Linked DNA regions of Mus musculus: region 1 is linked to region 2. A link is a contact called in public Hi-C data. All regions are on one chromosome and are shown on one strand. The core of a region is the stretch at or near the end of the contact, and the rest is flanking DNA. Distances in the headings are between cores, read along the strand shown. Region 1 holds the start of Adgrg2 (adhesion G protein-coupled receptor G2). Region 2 has its middle 97 kb from the start of Pdha1.

The links. A called contact is a pair of places that touch in the nucleus more often than the background predicts.
Region 1: a Hi-C map of myocytes shows a contact between it and region 2, with 2.3 times the contacts expected there. The contact joins the promoter of Adgrg2 here to the enhancer-like site in region 2. A contact is called at or near these places in 2 of 39 promoter capture datasets (the 3T3-L1 cell line and 3T3-L1-derived adipocytes), 1 of 484 Hi-C or Micro-C datasets (myocytes) and 1 of 115 datasets of contacts at active chromatin or transcription factors (embryonic stem cells).

Annotation. Positions count from the first base shown.
Region 1 is chrX:160,388,905-160,394,247 of GRCm38.p6, forward strand. It overlaps Adgrg2 (adhesion G protein-coupled receptor G2), which reads left to right and starts at 1,786. Exons shown (of 28, transcript NM_178712.4): 1 at 1,786-1,845.
Region 2 is chrX:160,233,028-160,238,416 of GRCm38.p6, forward strand. No RefSeq gene overlaps it. Among named protein-coding and RNA genes, the nearest start is that of Pdha1, 97 kb to the left of the region's middle. Within about 2 kb of position 2,269, at least 2 of the 459 cell types and tissues checked have an H3K27ac peak or open chromatin away from gene starts, as enhancers often do. A contact at or near this core is called in myocytes, where this site is marked.

The sequences.
Region 1 (5,343 bases), core at 536-3,035, 160 kb after region 2:
ACCACCACCACCACCACCACCACCACCACCACATTTCATTGAATTTTCAGTGGTAGGGATTGAATCTAGGCCCTCACACATACTATGCAAGTGCTAATATTAATACCACTAGGTGACATCTTCAGACTTCTTTTTACTTTTTCTTTGGAGGGGGCTCTCACTAAGTTGCCCAGACTGTCCTTGAACTCACTATGTAGCCCATACTGGCCTTGCCTTGAATTCACTATCCCTTGCCCTAGTTTCCAGGATATCTGGGGTTATACTACCAGGCTGACCCTCAGTTTGTTCTATGGCCAATGGGCATTTGGGCATGTTCTAAGTAACACAAATACTGTGCTGTGATATCCTTACTCATCTCTCTTGGTAAACATACAACTCATTTCTGTTGAGGCTGAATCTAAGGGGGAATTGCTTGTCATACAATAGTGGTACTCACTTTAGTACATCCTGACAGAGCTCTAAAGCGCTAAAAGCAATTTACATCCAACTAGCTTTGTATAAGAATTCTTGTGGCTCTATATGCTATGGAGTCTGTTTTATAATAAGACAAACACAACCATTTTAACCCTTTGGAATGACATGCAGTCTGTTTCTTAAATATACTCCCCACTTCCAGCCACAACTTCTGGCTTGTTATGTAACCTGGATGTGCTTCCTCTTCTCCACCAACTCTCCCTTAATCCATCCAGGCAAAAGTCTGTCTGAAAACACTGCCCATTCATTTCTCCAGCTAGACTGTTGTGAGTGTTAATAACTTGGTGTTTGTAAAACAAATACAACCCATCCTGCCAGGCAGAATGTATACCCTGAGCTTTGTTCAATGGGGCTGATGTAGCAGACTCAGTCACCCTACTCTTCAGATTTGCCCTTTATAAATAGCAGATCCCCAGGATTGTGAATTCAAATCAAAATCCAATTTTGGTCATAAAGAAAAAAAATGCTCTATTTCCCTGCACGTTATAAGAAATCAGAATTGTGCTTTCATATTGTAAAGCACTTTGCAACTATAGGCATTTCTTGACTGGAAAGAACCAGGAAGGAAATTCGGACAGCTTATATTTTCTCCTGGTCTCTACCTGAGAGTCAATACTGTGGAAACCTTATTCCAGAATTCTGTCTGTTAAATGGGCCTTTGAAAAGTTGTTTAAGTGATCTGAGTTTTACAGACCTAGCTTATAGTCTATGAAAGTGGAGATGCTGACCATGGGAATAGGAAGCCAAAGCAAGGTCTTATAGTGCCACACCGCCCCCAGTGTTCCCCCACCCCCACCCCCAAGCAGGCAGAGGAACGATGAGGACCCCTAGTTTTTTACTACCTAGTGAATTATATAGTTTCTTTCAGAAACCACTCAGCATGGTTCTTTACCAGGTATTTTACTCTGGTCCTCTGGGGGGAGGTCTGGTTTCTGCTTTCAGAAATATTCTGGCAAAGGGCGAGGGTTTTCACCTATCAGGAGCATGCGATGCTCAAAGTAGCCTGGGCCAGGCCTTTGGGGGATCAAGGCGACCCCTAAAGGTGAGCCACTGGGTGGAGGCTGGGTGGGGAATCGCGCCCTGCTAGCCGCCCAGCATCCTAGGGGTTCCCCACTGTCTAGGCTGAAGCTCTCCACGAGGCTGCTTCCCGGTGTCAGCGCCCCGCCCGCTCCCCACCTCCACGCCCAGCCCCGCCACACTGAGCGCTCGCCCCGCCACGCCGGGCAGCTGCAGAGCAGGCGGGCAAGTGGTCCGGGAGCGGCGGGGGCGGCGCCCAGCCCGCGGGAGGGAGGAGGAGGGACGCGGCCCGACAGAAAGGGGAAAAGGAGGGCCCGAGGACGCCAGCAGCCAACCGGTCACCGGGACCCGCAGGTGAGTGTGGCGCCGAGAAAGGGTATCTGAAACCCTAGGGGTCTTAAGACCTAAGCCGCTGAGCCAAGGACAGGCGACGGGCCCGGCGGGCTCGATGGCTGGGAGGGTGACTGGTGTGGCTCCCTGGGTTGGCGGTTCTGAGCTGGAGCTCTTGGGCCGTCTGGAAAGGCAGAGGCAAAGCTTGGAGCCCGGCGGATCCCGGGCTCCGTAAGTGGGAAAGTGCGTGCGGTGGGAAAGTAACCAAGTTATCCGTGAAAGGCAACCTGTAAATGGCAAAGTTCTAAATGATCTCAGACCCTCCTCCCCGTTCTGGGCAAAGGAACCAAGAGCTTTACTCTGGAGGGCGGTTTGCTAATGCGCGACTCCCTAGGACTCGGTTTACCTCCTGTGGCCAGTAAAATTGAAAGGTGTAGATGTGCCTTTGACCCACATGGGTCGAATGGGCACAGCACCCACATGCAGGGCCCAGAACAGGTGGCCCCCAGCGCAAGGAGGCATCCCAGACTGGCATCCCAGAACCAAGGAATGATAATCCTCTGAAAGGGGCAATCGGTCTTGAGATGTACGGTCTCCACCTGAGCTTGGGTTTCAAAATTCCGGAGCCCTGTACAAAGTGAGTGGAAGAAAGAGCTGACTCGCCTCATATGAGACACAGGAAGCATGACACTGAAGTCTCCCATGGTTGCTTCTACAAGAACACTTCTAGTCTGGCCTGGCACAGATGTATGAATCCCTTGGGGAGCTTGTTAAAATGAGGCTCTGATTCAGTAGGTCTGGGGTGGGACCCAAGAGTCTGCATTTCTGTCCAAGCTTTCAGATGGTACTGCTGCCTCATGGACCACACTGCTCCGCTCTACAGAACTGCTTCTTGTCCAACCGGCTGAAAAGCTTAAGAAAAAATGGAAGGTCAGGAGACAAGACGAAACTCTGAAGACTTCCCAACCTCATCTCTAACCCAGACACACAACACTCACGCTGAAACAGATTAACCAGTTGCTACTTGTTTAATAGTGAAATATTTTTGCTTTTCTTATCAACTTTCCAAACACAAAAGGCTCTGATAACAAAGCCAGCTGCCTTCACCGGCTTGCTACCTGCATGCACTTGGTGTAATGCTGTGATAACTCTTCCTATTTTTTTAAAGAAAAGGATCTGGTTTTGTTTTGTTCTGGGCTCCACAAATTATCTAGTCGATCCTGTCTTGTATCAGAACTGTGTCTGATCTGCTTAGGCTTCGGCTTGGTGAGGATGGTGGATAAAGGATTAGGATAGCTTCTACAGTTTTTCTCATAATTCTGAAGTTCTTGGCTATCTTAAGCTTATGGAACCCTAGTCATGCATGGTATGACAGAATTTGTTGCTTTTGCTATTAATATTAATGATTAATGCTGCATTAAGAGCATCATTATTCTTGCTTTCGGCAAGATGGCCATTTTGACTATATTAACCGTGCCAATCCGTGAGCATGGGAATCTTTCTATCTTCTGAGATCTTCTTCAATTTCTTTCTTCAGGGACTTGAAGTTCTTGAGCATCATTATTTTAAAAGAAGCTTAATTATGACTGAGCATGGTGGTGCCCATCTATTACCCCAGCTCTGGGAAAGTTGAGGCCGGAGGATCAGGATTTTAAGGTCTTCTTTGGCTATGTAGTGTATATAAGGCCAGCTTTGGTTACATGAGACCCTATCTCAAAAGCGACAATAACAACAACAACAACAAAACATTTTAAAAGAGTTTGTTAATACATGATACATTTAAGTTTGGTGTCAAAAGAATCCGTAAGCCAACTGAAAAGGTGTGTACTATTTCCAAATTACTTGCAGGGTCTTTAGTGGCTTATAAGATTTTGCTTAGGTGAGATCTAGAATGACCTGGACTTTACTCTCTTTGGCTGCTCGTATGGGTCAAATGCAAAGCTGGAGGATAAAAAGCAGCCAAATTTTGTAGCTATTCAGGGATATTGTTTTCCATGCCTCAGCACCATGCCAGCCCTGATCAGATTCCCACATCCCTGCAAGGTGACTTTCATTAAATGGGAGATAAAGCATGTCTAGCTACTGTAACGCACTGATGAAATGCAGGGTCAGCATCAGTGTTGTGTGTGGGAATCATTCTTGCTCTAACCTTTGCAGATTACAGGTGTGTGCATTTTTCTACAGAAAAAAAATGTCAGAAATACAGAAAAGGGGAAAAATGCCACTCTAATCATGGATATGGGTCTGCTCAGCAAAGAGAGAAAAAGACTGAGAAATGGAATTTCATTGGTGGGTTTGGCCAGGAAATCCACTGTTTTTGGTACCATGAGGCAGTTTCCAGAAATGGCAAAGTAAGTTTGCTCAGGTGTTATGGAAAGCCAGCAAAAGAAGTTGATTTTCCATGGCTGAGGCTGTCATTCTAGGGACTCCAAGGGATGAGGGATGTCACGACATGTGTCTGACTCCAGTAAAAGCCTGGGAAAGGCGCCTATATCAAGAGCAAGTGTTCTTTTAAAATGTTTATGGTTTCAAAACCACATAGATGTTTTATCTTTGCGGAACTTACTCCAGGGGCCTGGTGGGAGGTGGTGGAGATGAAACATTTTGGGAAAATAATCAGAAAATAAAGCCTCTAAAATATTCTGGTGAACACTTCTATTTTATAAATCCATTTCATTCTTGAGTCTATTTTGTGTTTTTTTAATTGAAGCATAATTTATTTACAAAATCACCCTTTTTAAATGTGATATTTAAAAAAAAAGATTTATTTTCTTATCATACGTAAGTACACTGTAGCTGACTTCAGACGGACCAGAAGAGAACATCAGATCTCATTAAGGGTGGTTGTGAGCCACCATGTGGTTGCTGGAATTTGAACTCAGAACCTTCGGAAGAGCAGTCAGTGCTCTTACCGGCTGAGCCATCTCTATAGCCCCTAATGTAACTACCACCATATCAAAATATAGAACTTCACCACCTCTAAAACTTCTCTATTGATTCTGTGTATTCAACATCTCCCTCCACTCTCAGTCTCTATAATTTTGTGTTTTCCAGTCTGGCCCATGGATGAAATCATGTGCTAGATAGCATTTTGGTCTAGTTTCTACTACCTAAGATAATACCTCTGAGATCTTATCTCTGTTGGTTAATATTCCCATTATTCTTTTTATTTCTGAGTGGTATTCCATACTTTATCCACTCATCAGCTCTTGGTGGTTATGAGTAAACCAATATAATTATCCACAGATAGCATGTTGCACAAACATACATTTTCCTTTCCCTTGGTTTAATATTTAAAAGTAAAGATGCTGTTTTGAATGGCAACTTAAGTTTATTTAAAACAAAAACAAAAACTAAAACAAAAACCTTAACTTTTCCAGAGTGGTTATATCATTTTGTGAGTTTGTTGGTGTGTTTTGTGGTACTTGGGATTAGACCCAGAGCCTCACACATGTTAAGTCAGTGCTCTGCCTGTCATGCCCAGCCCCAGCCCTGCTTGTCCAATTTGGCTTTCCTGCCACT
Region 2 (5,389 bases), core at 1,019-3,518:
TCTACCAACTGAGCTATGGCCCTCCTGACAGGTTTTAACACAAAGGATATCTAAATCTATGTTCAGAGACTTATGCAAACATATCTTGTTTTCCATCAGGTACTCAAGTTTGTCTAATAGAAGGAAGCCCCATTGTTTAAGAAAGGCCTTTGATGAACTTCTCTGCTCCAACAGAGAGGCCTTGAACCAATAGTCACAGCATCAGTATGGTAAACTACCCTGTTTTACAATTTACCAATTGCAAGCATCTCGGAATACAGAGGTTGTTTCTTGCAGAAGCCCCTTTCTGCAATGAAAATATCAACATGTATGATGAGCTCCAAAAGCAGTATGTCTTGATGGTAGTGATGATAGTATGAGAACTCCCAGAGACAAGCACCATCACTGTCTCTGTTATACTGGGGAATATCTCTCTGCATCTTTTTTCTCTTCTATATACTCGTAAAGGTATGTAGGTACGGAAATTATACTTCTTGTGCATGCAAATTTTTAGCTGAATACTGTATGTCAATGAATTTCTTTAAACATTGGTATGGCTAGTTATATCACATAGTGCAAATACATTACAATGTCACCAATGCTTTATTTTTGGGTGGGCTGCTCAACTTTTTAAAAATAGGGTAAACAATGCTGTGATGACCTTCTTTGTACAAAAGTATAATTTTTCTTATATCTTGCTAGTGGGTCAAGAAATAGCATTTCTAGATTAAAGGTGATGCCTCTCTTTAAAGGTCTTAATACACTATTATCAGGTTGTGGAAAAGCTATCACATTTCCACACAGAAATGACTGGAGCTCATTTTGTATTTTGTTTCTAATGGGTATGATCATTTAAAAGCATGTTTGTGTGTTTTGTTTTTATTTGTTTGTTTGTTTTTAGTTTCATATTTCTAAACCAGCTGAAAGAAACACAAATCACGCATTGTCATGAAAAACTTGTGATAAATATGAAAATGGTCCAAATTCTTCAATACTCGTAGCGTTGAAATTCTTCTATGCCTATTTCTCATTTATCCAGGGCTTCAGTGGGGTTTCTGTTTATATTCAGTATACTTCTTAGGCATACATTTGAGAATATATTTTAATAATCAACTTTGATAAAGAAGTCATCCACCCCACTAATGCAGACTGAAACAGACTGGAGAAATACTCAAAACCTAGTCTGTGACTTTTCCTAATTTTATTATCCTCAAAACTAGCTTGTCCAAAATATAACCAGTCAGCAGCCTATCTCTCTATTCACTGGCGTGCCGGTGGCAGCCTCCAAAGACCTTTCACTTACTGAAAAGGAAACGTGGTCATCTTGCCTTTGGTTAGTCTGGCAGAGGAATCTTGGCCTGTAGGCGCAGGAAATATTCACAATGTGGAAAGGACTGAAGGAAGAAAGGGAAAGAAGTTACTGTTGATCATGAGGCTCATGAGTCAAGTCCAGTTTAAGGATTTTCTCTAAAGTGGGGAATTAAAGCACACAGACAGAGACACAGACACACACACACACACACACACACACACACACACACACCACGGAAACCCTAGGGATGAGGGGGGGAGAAAGTTAATAGTCATCAGAATAATTTTCTTCGAAGTAAATAATTCCTTTCCATCCGAGCTGCCATGAAAACAAAGATGTGAAGGTGGAATGTTATTTTCACCCCAGCTGCTCCTTTGGGTACATGTGCATCTGTGTGGGCTTGGAGGGGTTCAGAGTCGGCCATTCAAGCAGACCACAGAAGAATGACTCAGATGTGATATGTCATTATTTCTCTTGAGATTCTAGAAGTTTTCTATGAAGGGACTATTTGTTTTCATTTAATGCTCTGCATGAGTGTGTCTGGTTGAGTAGTGAAATGAGATTTCAGACGCCTCTCTCTAGTTTCCTATGGACTTTCTCTGCTGGCCTTGGGGAAACCAATGTTGGTCATTTTTTTTCAAAGTTCTTTTAAAATAGTAAAACAAAAATAATTAAGAGATGCCAAGTAGATATTCAAGAATCCTGGATGAAGGATTTGTATGATGCAGTAGATAGTTAAAAATTGGTTTATTGAAAACATCTGATAATTGAGTCTTAAAAATGGGAAAAAGAATTCTGCTTTTTATATTTGAGCAAGCTTTGCTCCATACCCTGGCAAGAGCAATTTAATACCATTTCTTAAGACTGTAAAAGCCACTGCATTTATTGAATCGCTCTCTGACATCTATTTTTAACATATGACAAGTGCTGTTCTTGGCCAACCCTTAGCAGCGTCCCCAGTGAATGGTCTGCTGGAGTAATTTGAGAGTAAATACCTTGAGGTGTTATCATTCCCAGAAGGTTTTCACGAACTAGGTCCTTATATATAGTGCAATTTTAAGGCCATCTGAAAGCTGCTTTTGACTTCATAATTAGGACCAAATTATGAAGTTACAGTGGGTATAGAACCAAAAATTGCCTTGCAGGGAAATTAGGCTATAATATACTTCATATGGCTATTGTGCTCAAATGGCAAGACTAAACTGGCAAAATCCTATGGCTCTACAAAAACAGCTTTGATAGTGGGCTAGGCACTGGGGTTTCTGCTTCCCATTTGTTATCTCATTAATACATACCCTACACATAAATGTCATCTCACTTAATACATACCATATATGTAAATGTTATATCATTTAATACACATCACATAGCTGTGATCATACCTATTTTATACAAGAAGTAGCTGATCCCTCAAAGAAATTAACAGATTCCAAGCCCATAAGCACTGGCGCAGAACCTGAATTGCTGGACTCCAGAGCTTGTGTTGTCATCTGTGCCTCTTTCCCACAGTACCACCATGATTTACATGGCGACACAGTGCTCTAAATCACCAAGAGCTTCTTATGCTGATTTTAAAACTGGGAGTAAAACCAGGAGGTAGTGGTGCAGGTCTTTAATACCAGAACTCTGGAGGCAGAGGCAGGAGGATCTCTGTGTGTTCCAGGCCAGCCTGATCTACAGAGCAAATTCCGGGACAGCCAGGGCTACACAAAGAAACACTGCCTCAGAAAACAAAACAAACAAAACTGCAACTGAACAAACAAACCAAAAACCAAACTGGGAGTGGAGGTAGGGCTGTAACTCATTTGGCAGACATCTTGCCTAGCATGCACGAGGCTCCTGGGTTTGATTCTTAGCACTGCTCATCTGAAACAGCAGTACTCCAAGGGAGAGATTAAAAAAATAAATAAAAGCAAAATCTAGAGTAGTGTTCTCTCGCTGATGATGTAATCTTGTCCTTGCCTAGAGGAATCAAAACCTAATCAGAATGCGGTATTGTGGGTGCTTTATTTGTGTTGTCTTAAGCCATTATGCTTATGACAGTTTGTTAAAAAAGTGATAGGAAACGAATACAGTTCCTTTACTGATAAAGCTTATTATTAAAGCTCAGTGACAACTGCCTGCAAATCTAAACTGATACCTGTTTTTGTTAATAAAGTTTTATTGGAACACAGGCAAGCCCTTTCTTTCATCTCTTGTTTAACAGCTACAGTGGCAGGTGTAGCTGGAAACACTGAATCTGTTAAGCCTGGAATATTCACTGGCTCTTAATGGAAAGTTTGCTAACTCCTACGATCGATTATAATTATAAATACAATTCTGTGACTATGGAAGCAAGTTAAAAGTAAAACTATACAGATTTTTTTTGAGAAAAATAATTTGTTGTTGTTAAATTTTATGAGTCTAAACTTTCTCTGAGTGGAAAGTATAGAAAACTGGTATCCAGAAGGCCCTGACCAATTTGATGCTCATCATTATCCCAGGCTAGAAAAAGTTGCCTGAGTGTCAAGTTAAAGAATAAAAAGCAATATTATACAGGGCATTTATGTTCTTACAGTACACAAGACTTTAATTTTACTTCTAATCCCCCCTCAAAAAATAATTTCCAGCTTTTACTTAAAAAGTCTGTTTTTCTGTTCGTTTCATAAGCTCTCCCTCTTGTTCTCAGCTGGGGAACTCCTGGGATTGGCAGAGTGTCTAGTCCAAAAGGAAGGAGGGCCAGCACACTGCTCTGGCCTTGTCTGCCAGCCATCTACTCCCAATTAACCTCAGCTGGGCCACTTCCTTATTTGGGTCACCTCCCTTCTTTTCTACTTTAAAAAGTTTCCTCTTTCTTATTTAATGTTTTTCATCCAATATATTTTGATCACATTCTTCCCCTCTTTCCTTCTGAAATGGGTGATCAAGATAGGCACTGCTGGAGGACTGTCTTTCATGTACTTGAACTTAGTGAGAGAGTGGTATTTCCAATCATATTGGCCGTGGCTTCTTTTGACTGGAAACTAGTATTGTAGAATGATTTTTTTTTTGAAAAGTCTTCTATTTTTGCTTATACCCTGTTTAGTGTCTTTGACCATGGGGCCCAATTTTTATTTTGAGTGTTAAAAAAATCCATTTTCTTAAAATGTTCAGACAGAAAGGTTTAATGAAGCTCCTTTGATCCTTCATTTAATTCAACAAGAAACAAGTCATGGTTAGTCTTGTTTCATCCTCTAAACTTACCCATTTCCTCCTCTAATTTTTTAAACAAATTTTATTCTTTTGCACGTTTGGATATTTTGCCTTCATGTATTTCTATGCACCATGTGCGTGCAATGCCCATGGAGGCCAGAAGAAGATGTCAGGTTCCCTGGACTTGGAGTTACACATGGTTATCAGCCTCCATGAGGTTGCTGGAAATCTAACCCTCGTCCTCTGGAAGAGCAGCTAGTGCTCTTACCACTGAGCCATCTCTTCAGTCCCTTGACTAAGTTTTTTGAAGCAAGTTCCAACCATAATGTCATGTTATCTGTAAGTATTCTACCGTATAAGTCAAATAGATAGATTTCCAACATAATGTCATGTCATCTGTAAGTATTCTACTGTGTAAGTCAAATAGATAGGTTTATTTATCTTATCAAACTATATAGGCTAATGGGATGGTGAAATGGGTCAGTGGGGAAGGGTGCTTGCTGCCAAGAATGGCAATTTAAGTTTGATCTCAGGGACCCACATACTGGAGGGACAAAACCAATTTCCGTAAATTGTTCTCTGACATGCACATATTCATGAAATACTGTTCTTCACACACATACACAATAAATAAATCTAATCAAAATTTAAAATGTTAAAAAATGTATATAGGCTAGGGGTTAAATTTAGTGGTAGAATGCATGCTTAGCATGTTCAAGGCTTCGGATAAAATAAATAAATACTGCTGAAAAATATGTAACTTACAAGGCATGATAGTACACACCTTTAATCTTTGCACTTGGGAGGCAGAGACAGAGGCAGAGGCAGAGGCAGAGGCAGAGGCAGAGGCAGAGGCAGAGGCAGAGGCAGAGGCAGAGGCAGAGGCAGAGGCAGAGGCAGAGGCAGAGGCAGAGGCAGAGGCAGAGG